2 separate regions of the Arachis hypogaea genome follow, and region 1 is linked to region 2. Evidence: chromatin contacts called from public Hi-C data. All regions are on one chromosome and are shown on one strand. Each heading gives the region's core, a stretch centred on a gene start, on an enhancer-like site or on the middle of the called end of the contact. The rest is flanking DNA. Distances are from core to core; before and after follow the strand shown.

Region 1 (4,949 bases), core at 736-3,235, 170 kb after region 2:
TTCACTATATACGAACAACAAAAGAAATAATATTGCCATGAGTAAGATTGAGAAGATCTAATTTATATTCTTAATTTTTTTTCATATTTAAATGAGTAAATATATATAATTTTTTGAAAACATAAAAAATAAAAAATTTAAAATTTTTATTTAGAAATTAGTTAGAGTATAAATTATGACTTTCAATTTTTTTTCTATTAGGATGCCCTTCCATTCATTGGCTTGCTTAATTTTCCAGAAATTAAATTGTGATGAAATAGAATTATGTACGGCTTTTTAGACATTCATGGACACACTTGCGTGAACTTGTGGATTCATATGAGTTTAATATTAATTCAATGAGCCAATAAAATATTTTATATAATTGTTGAATTGTATTATTTTTTTAATAATATTTATGTAATTAACATAAAAAATAATTATTTTTATTAATATAATATTATATAATTATTATACCAAAAATTTGGTATAAATGGTTGACATGAAAAAAATTCAATAGTTAAAATCGAAGTCCACATATGTATGAAGTATATTATGGTTGAAGAAAATAAGAATGAGTTAGGTTCGATGGTCAAGTTATTTTATGATTATATGGTGTCTAAATTTGCTTAGGTCTAAGACTACTGAAATTTAAAATTACTTGAAGTTTAAGTTTATTTGAGATTCAAGAGACTAAAACTACTTAAAGTACAAGCTTACTATTTAAAATCTAATGTTATATCAATTAATTTAAAATTTTTTTCTCTATAAATTAGTTTTAATAAGTTATGAAAATTTTTAATCATTTATACACTCATTTACTCTAAATAATTTTAGCCACACTGACACACATAAACAAAAGTTAAGAATCCATGTAAGTATTAGGAGATTCCATTTTTTTTTTCCGTCATTTTTAATTTTATGTTTGTTTTATTATTTAAATTTAGATATTTTTATTCAAGTATTTGTCAATTTCTACGCATTTCAATACAAGTCTTGTAATTTTTAGTTTTTTATTTTTTGTACTTATTCTTTCTTACTTCTTAATTTATGATTTTTTTTTAACACTTCTTTCTTATTTCTTGCTTTTTATTTGTATCTACTCCTTAAATTGAGATCTTGATATAAGTTTGATTGAAACCTCTTATTAGGAGTGAAAACAGGACAGACTTTTATCCTTAACAGACCAGAACTTGACTTGTAATTTGTTATAGACTTTATTTTAAGTACTAAATTTGACTTGTTATTGAACTTAACCTGACTTAAAACTTGATAACATGTCTGATATATATGTTTTTACTAAAATAAAAAAATAAAAATATTTTAAAAAATATTTATATACAATATACTAAATTCAATCCTTATAATAATATCTAAATTTTTAAAGTATTTAAAATATAAAAAAAATATTTATAATAAAATATAACAAATTTAAATTTTTTAATAATTATTTTAATTAAAAAATATTATTTTTATATTATTTATATTTTAACAGGTTCAACAGGCTTATCAATTTTATTAGGCTATTTTATAAATCTAGTCTACTCTATCAATAGAATTAGACTTTTAAATTAACTTGAATCTAAAATTATTACCGAATGCATATCAGGTTGCAGACTTTTGATAAATTGCCTGACTTATTTCTACCTCTAACTCCTGTTATGGTCGCAAAAGCAAAATCCAAATGAAATATTAATTAAATATACATATAAAAGTTAAAATTATTTTACATTAATATTATATTAAAATTAAATTTTTCTTATATGATCATTATATATTTGTAATGAAGAAGAAAGATATTCCTCCGGAGTGAATGAAATGAATCAGAATGAAACTATTATAATTTACAGCAGAAAGGGGGAAATCAATTAGTGAAGGTTAAAAAGAGAGAGAGAGAAAAAAAAAAGTCAATGTGAAATTGCGGTGTTTCTACATTTATATAGGGTACTAGTATATATGTAGGAGAAAATTTGATGGTTGACGAAAGCATTTGTAGTTTTGTAGGGTGTATAAAATGATATAGTATATATATTCCAATTGGAATTAATTAAAAAGATTGATAGGCAGAGGTAGCTAGGGTCAATTGGGCACTCCATCATTTTCAAGTAGTACCTTCCAATCCATATTCCCCATATTCATTATTTTTGAGTCACTTTCCTCCGTTGTGTACCAATTCAATGCCTTGCTTAATGCTTCCTTCCTTCCAACCTAATTCCTACTGCCATCTTTGAACCGCCCCCACCATCACCCTCATTACTCTCCCTTTCATAACCAATTATTTTAACACTTAAGTTACTGTAAGTTTATAAATATATACATATTGAATGACATCATGTCGTAGGTAAGGTTCATGAGAAATTCACATAGTTTTTATCTTAATTTTTAACCTTATTTCTACCACATACAAATTCAACACATTACAAAAGAAAAATATATAAAAATAATTGGTCCAATAAAATAGAGTCGCATGATAATATAAGGCTCAGTTTCCAGACTCAAAAATATATTAGGTAATATTTGATTTTATTTTAATTCTTGTTCTCGCTAAACATCTGTTTGTATATCATTAACAATACAAGTTTCAATATTTGTCCATTACTTACAAAGTTCTAATATTTAGAAATTATTTACTCTTTGAATTGAGATCTTTAATATAAATTGATTGACTTCTGTTTTAAAATTGAACAAAAATTAAGTAAAACGACAGATATTACGAAAGAATTAACTTGGATGCCAATTAAGTTGGATTAGTCTAACTTGATCCAAAAATCTTTTGATTATCTTTAAAATATTTATTATTTAGATTAATTTTACATTTGTTGTTATTATATATATATTTAATTAATAAAAATATATAGGGACTAACACTAATGCACTAGTAATTATAGTCTCTATCAGTATCCCAAATAGTAGTGTACAGGCTTCAGGCTTCAGGCTTCCATTAAAACAATGCCACATTAGAAATGAAAATAATTCATCCTGTCATTTATCGAATTTTTATTTTTGTATATTGAATTATGAGTGATAAATTTTTTAAAGTCAAAACTATGTATTATACATTATTATGGGTGTTTATAAAACATCGGTAATGTTTTATCTATATATAATTAAAATAATATTTTTTTTTACAAAACGTCATTCTTTATATAATTAAAATAATAATTTTTTACAAAACTATTATCATGATAGTGTAAAACACGAAAATAATTAAATGTTGTATTTTATACTGAAAATATCTATATCTACAAATTTTAGCCTCGTTTATCATCTCCTTTTATTAATATATATCATAACTAATTTTTTATATATTTGTAATTTTTTTGTAGAACTTAATAATAAATATACAGTGAGGACCAGTCTTAGAAGTTGTTAGTTGTTAGCATCGACCTTAGCCTAAGAGGAAGTGTGGCAAAAGTTTTGCCGTAACTTGAAAGGTTTGGTCCAATTTATGGTGTGCTCCAACGATATAGTCGAGGGGATTTATTAAATTGGTCCTTCAAATTTTATTAGCCTTTCAAATTTTATCCAAATTAATTTTGTTTGCAAATTAAAAATGTTATAAATATATAAAAAAATTAATCACTAAATTAATTATTAAATATTTATATATAAATATATGTTTTATTTAATTTATTTTTAATATATTTTTTATATTCTAATATATATATTATTGTGAATATTACTTTGGTGATTGAATTTTTTTTTTTTTACATGCGATATAGTTTTTTTCAAATTACCAACGTTAGTCACCAAAAAAAAAATTACCAACGTCAATCATATTCGTTCTTACCTAAAGTGATTTGGAGAAGTCAACTGGTTGACGTTAGTAAATTTGACATACTAATTTTTTTTGGTTTCTTACTTATCCCTGAATTTGATAAGTTAAAAATTAATTCGACACAGTACTGAGTTTTATTTAAGGATTTGTTACTAGCCAATAACGTTAATAAAATTTGACATACTAATTTGATTTAGTAAAAGTCGGTGAGACTTATATAACCATTGAGTAAAATTTATTATATATTATTAATTTTATAATTAAAATATCTCATATGTTATTTTTTTATTATAATTAAAATCAAATTTTTTTTAAATTAAAAAGATTTATCTTTTTTTCTACTAATTTTACAACAAAAATATGTCACATATTATTTTCTCATTATAATTAAAATAAAATCTTTTTCTCTAAAATTAAAGAGTTTTTCCCTCTTCCTCTTTTTCTTTATCTATCACTTTCATTCTTTCAAACACTTTATCTCTTTTATATATTATTATCAATGACTAATTATAAATTTGACAATCAAAATATACGACATGACATTTTTTAATTATATTAAAATTAAAATTAAAATATAACTATATTATATTATATTATATATTATATATTATTATCTAATTTAATAACAAAATATGTCACATGATACTCTTATTAAACTTGAGAGAAAATATTTTCTTCCAAAATTAATAAACTCTTTCTAAATTCTCTTATCTAGCTATCTCTTTTTCTTTTTTTTATTTCTCTCTACCATTCTCACTCTATATATAATTTATTATATATTTATGTATTACTATTTAATTTAATAACTAAATGTGTCACATAACATTCTCTTATTAAAATTGAAAGGAAATATTTTTCTCCAAAATTAATAAACTCCCTTCCTAAATTCTTTCATCTATTTTTCTCCTTTTTTCTATTTCTCTTTACCCTCTCCACTCTATATATAATTTATATTTTCTATTAATAATTTGACAAATCAAAATATGTCACCCGATATTTTTTTATTAAAATTAAATTTTTTTTCAAAATTAACAAACTCCCTCTTTCAGTCTTCATCTTTATTTTTCTCTCATTTTCTATTTTTTCTATCTTTTTATTCTACAAAAACTAAAATTAATAAAATAATATAATTCAAATAAAAATTATTATTATTATTATTATTATTATTATTATTATTATAGTTTTTTTATTT
Region 2 (4,679 bases), core at 1,066-3,565:
TTAGTACACTCATCCAATTGCGAAAAAGGACTATGCAAATATGCAATTTGATTTTCCTGGTCATTTGTCTACTTCAAAAACATAAGATAGTTTGGCAAACTAAGCAAGACATTGTAAAGCCTTTTTATTATAGACTTTATACATCACAGAAATTACAATCATTATGTCCTTATTATGCTACATACATTCCAATTTTAATCAAGTAGTTAACGGATGTTTATACGGGAAACTGTTACTCATGTCCCCCTGTTCCATTTAGTCTACCAAAACTCAAGGACTTTGATATCATTTATTGTGCACACCTAAATTGACCGGTATTTTAACTTGTCAGAAACTTTGAACATGAGGTTAGACCCAAACTTTAGTTGCTATCCCGGGGAATTCATTGTTCTGAATATGAATTAAAAACAGCAAGAACTCTGTGCTATGTTCCTATAAAAAAATAGATATATAAATATATTTTAAAGACTCCCAAAGTTCAGCTAAAGGTTTTTTTTATCAAGGTACATAATATGTTGTGCCAATTATAGAGGGACATGAACCTGACTCAGCAGTTTTGTGGAAGTTGCTCAAAAATAGGTAATGTGTTTGGGTGAGCCAGTCACTGCTTGGTTGGTTCCTTGATATCAGGAACATCGTTGAGGGAGCACACAATGGTTAGACAAGAATTTTGGTACAAGTTATTTTCAATTTACCACTGTGACCAACCAACCTTTATTCCTAGTGTTTTTATTTTTATTTTTTTAAGATGAAAAATGAAAAAAGAACGCAATTATTGCACCTGTTAGACTTTGTAAGGATTGCTCAATCTCCCAGCAAGCCATTACTGCTTCCATTGCATGGACACGAACATGTTGTTGGAGTTGTTCTTTGAAGGAACAGAGCAACAAAACATAGTGTGACTGCAACAATCAGCACCAACCATGAAATCATATTAAAATAAAGAACACAATTCTGGAATTAATGAATTACAAATAAAATAGAAATACTATTGTTCAAGCCCACTGCCATAATAGATATATATGACTACAAAACCATCTCAATTATGAATAATAATTATCCAAATTTGAGATTCGACACGAAATCAACAAGGATGGAAGTCTTGATTATATAAATTTTAATACCGTATCATAAAACACGGAAAACGCTTAAAGAAAAAAGCTGTGGGAATGAATGGAGAACAGAAGGAGTTTACCAAGAACTGGTCGAGCTCTTTGTCATCGCCGAGAGGAGCGTGAGCGAAGGAAGAGTACTTGGCCACCACATTCTGGGACTGAGCCAACTGAGCGTCGATCCTCGGTAACTGGTCCACCGGCGTGGCGATCCGCAGGCACGCCACGTGTGCCGACAGAAGCTGCTCGTAAAGCGGGTGTGACAGAATCTCCGCCTTGTACCGAGCATTCTGCCAGTTCACCAACCCACCTCCGCCCTCGCCGCCGCTCTCCACAGTCACCACCTCCCCCTTGCCGTCGCCGGCAACCTTCATATCAGGCGATTCGTTGTTGGACAGGGGGGCGACGTCGTCGATGACCTCGCTGTGGTTGCGGTGGAGGACAGGGCGGGCGAGCCACTGAGCGGAGGATTGTGAAGCAGCTGCGGCGGCGGCGGCGGAGGAGTCAGAAGCAGAGGCGGCGGTGTGGAGGTTGAGAAAATTGGTGGCGTTGGTATCGTTGTTGGTGTAGTGGGTGCGGAGAAGGGCGTTGTTGAGCCAGTTGGGGTGAGGATCGGAGGGGGATTTGGCGGTGGGGTCAGTGGGGGAGAGGTGGTCGGAAAGTATAGCAGTGTTATCTGAGAGCGGTTGAGGTTGCTGTTGGTCACTGAAATGTTGGTGGTGAAGTGGTGAAAGGTCTTGAGAGAGGTGGTGGTTATGGTATGCCATATGCCGTTAGAGTTAAAAGAAACAAACAATTCTAACTAACTAACTAACTAATTAACTAACTAAATAGAATCAAAGCGTAGAGTATGGTTATGGTTATTACTTATTATTAGTGACTTAGTGTTAGTAGCTAGCTGCTATTACGGTGAAGGAAAATTCAGTTGAGAGAAAGAGAATAGAGTAGGAGCTAGCTAGCTAGCTAGGGAAGAGGGTGCCGTTTTCTTTTCTGTGGCTATGAAACCTGGTATTGCCTTGTATTTGTATATTGAACTCTAAATTCTTACAACAAGGCCTTGTTTTTTCCGTTTCTCTTCTGCTGCAAATTGGTTTTCCGGTCACCGCCAATATTACTAGGCCCGTTTGCCAAACTAACTTCTTCCCTCTATTTTATACTATCTGAAATTCTTGTCAAATTTTCTTTTCAACTATGTTATCTACGAAAATTCAGTTATCGATATTAAATATACATTAAAAGAAATGTCATAAAAAAAATATACATTAAAATATAAAATATATATTAAAAATAAATTAATTAATATATATTTAGTGACGAATTTAATAATTAAGTTTTTGTGAATGTTATGGTGCCTAAAAAGTGGTGTATATTTATTAAAAAAGTTTAAAAATTTATATTTAATTTAAAAGATATAAAAATAAATTATTTTTAAAAATTCAAAATTTATCACAAAAAATAAGTTAGGCAAAAGTTAGACAACAATTGATAGACACCATAAAAATTTTCTTAAGTTTTTGTATGTATTAATATTTTTATTTTTTTTTAAATAATCAAAGTGCTTGGAAAAAAAAGTTGTTTTTTTTTTCTTTTCTTAATCACATGAAAATTATTTAATTATAACCATCATGATTCATGATGGGTTTTTCTTTCAAAACTTTATCACCATCTATCCATGGTGTTGATTTTTTGTATTGGTTAAAAAAAGAGACTTCCTGTGGAAAACTTACAGAAACATCTACTAAGTAATTGATAGTGAAAATTAATACTAAATAAATCTATGTGGAAAAACCATGCATGTATTCTTTTCACACTTCTTTTCAAAATATTATTCAATAAGTGAATAACAAATTATCAATAAAGTTCAAAAGATTATTAGTGGAAAAACGCTCTTTGAATTTTCAGGGTACAGAAGACAACACTAAGCTTAGCAACACCCAAAACCGTAGCCTTAATAAAATTTAACGCTATTGCCAATTATAGTTTAACCATTATGACACGTTGTCTATCACTCTATCGTAATAGTAAAGGGAACCTTTTTCTTTTCTTCTTTTTCATTGGCATTCATTGGGCCATAAATGTAGAGTAACCATCTAACCATTTCCTAATCTATCAGGTAACACTAGGGGTGCACATGGGCCGGGTGAAGCCGGGTTTGATGTGACCCAGACCCGGCCCGAAATATACACCGGGTCTATTTATTAGACTCGAATCCGGCCCTAGACCCGATGAAACCAATACACTTTCGGGCCACAATTATACCGGGTAAAAACCGGGTGAAACCGGGTGAAAACCGGGCCGTTAACATTACATTACGTTGATACCTTCTTGTAAGCTAGCATGTAAAAATATCCAAATTTTCAAGACTCCAACCATTATTTAACATGGTAAAATTCACTTAGAAAAATATAACAAGAACCAACCATTCTTCAAAATTAAAGCATAACCACAATCAATACTAAAGTATAACCACAATCAATACTAATATTGTCTAATAATACCAAATATTTAAATCAATACAAATAACACAATATTATGCATTAGTCTAAAGTCTTATGCATTCTAAACATAAAACATTAACTTATAGTTTTATAATGACTAATAACACAAAATATTAAGATTTACAATACTTAAATTCCACATAAGAATAGTCATGATCCATCACTAATAACACAAAATATTAATTGTGTATGATGACCGGGTCACCGGGCCGACTTCGGGTGACCCGAGCTATGGCCCGGACCCGACCCGAAATAATGACCGGGTCTATTTTTGAGATCCTTACCCGGCCCTAAACCCGATGAAATCACACCAAATTAGCCCCAAAAGTATTCGGGACCGGGCCGGGCCTTCGGGCCGGGCCGGGTCTGTGCACCCCTAGGTAACACTAGTATATTCCACTTTAAGCTATTGTCTATTTTAACGGTAACAATAGGTTGTAAATATTTATTCAAATGTCATAAATATTTAGATATAATGGATAATTTGTTTATTAAATATAAATTTTTTATTATTTATAAAAAATATAATATTTATTGATATTTTTTGTCGTATTTTTAAATTATTTAAAAGTTATTTTGTCAATAATATTTTTAAAATTTTTTTTTATAAGCCACTGAATGTTTTGAGTACGAATTGACAGTTAACACTTATTATTGTTAACGACAACGGTTTGCAGTTGTTGCCATAGCCCATAACACATATATGATAGAAAAAGTCTAGGGGCCAGCAACTTTTGTGTTTTCTGGCCAGCACTTAACCATCAAAACAAAAGTGAATGATCTCCCACCATTAGATGTAATCTCACACCATTAAAAACACTATTGATGGCCAATTGATGGTTACAAAACACCAAAATTGCTGCCCCTAGCATTCTTCTTTATGATATATGTAGGTGTTATTTTCTTAGTTTGGTTGAGCATATATACTTGCTTTTACAGTTTTTCCAACAATATTATTTTACCATTCTTTAGGTTTTTACCATAAACTCGAAACGAAGGCTAGCTACATGTGTGTAACAAAATAGTCATCGGGTATAAACGCAAGTAAATCTACGTTCATTCGATCCTA

Evidence for each region. Hi-C and Micro-C count contacts between places; a contact is called where the count stands out from the background.
Region 1: a contact with region 2 is called in a Hi-C map of an unstated tissue, with 4 times the contacts expected there. The contact joins the enhancer-like site here to the promoter of LOC112783656 in region 2. A contact is called at or near these places in 2 of 8 Hi-C or Micro-C datasets (leaf and an unstated tissue).

What each region holds. Positions count from the first base shown.
Region 1 is chr20:115,776,691-115,781,639 of arahy.Tifrunner.gnm2.J5K5, forward strand. No RefSeq gene overlaps it. Among protein-coding and RNA genes, the nearest start is that of LOC140182817, 4.9 kb to the right of the region's middle. Within about 2 kb of position 1,986, at least 1 of the 3 cell types and tissues checked has open chromatin away from gene starts, as enhancers often do.
Region 2 is chr20:115,603,228-115,607,906 of arahy.Tifrunner.gnm2.J5K5, forward strand. LOC112783656 (homeobox protein knotted-1-like 3) reads right to left here and starts at 2,316. Exons shown (of 6, transcript XM_025826690.3): 1 at 1,196-2,316; 2 at 782-902. The coding sequence starts at 1,879.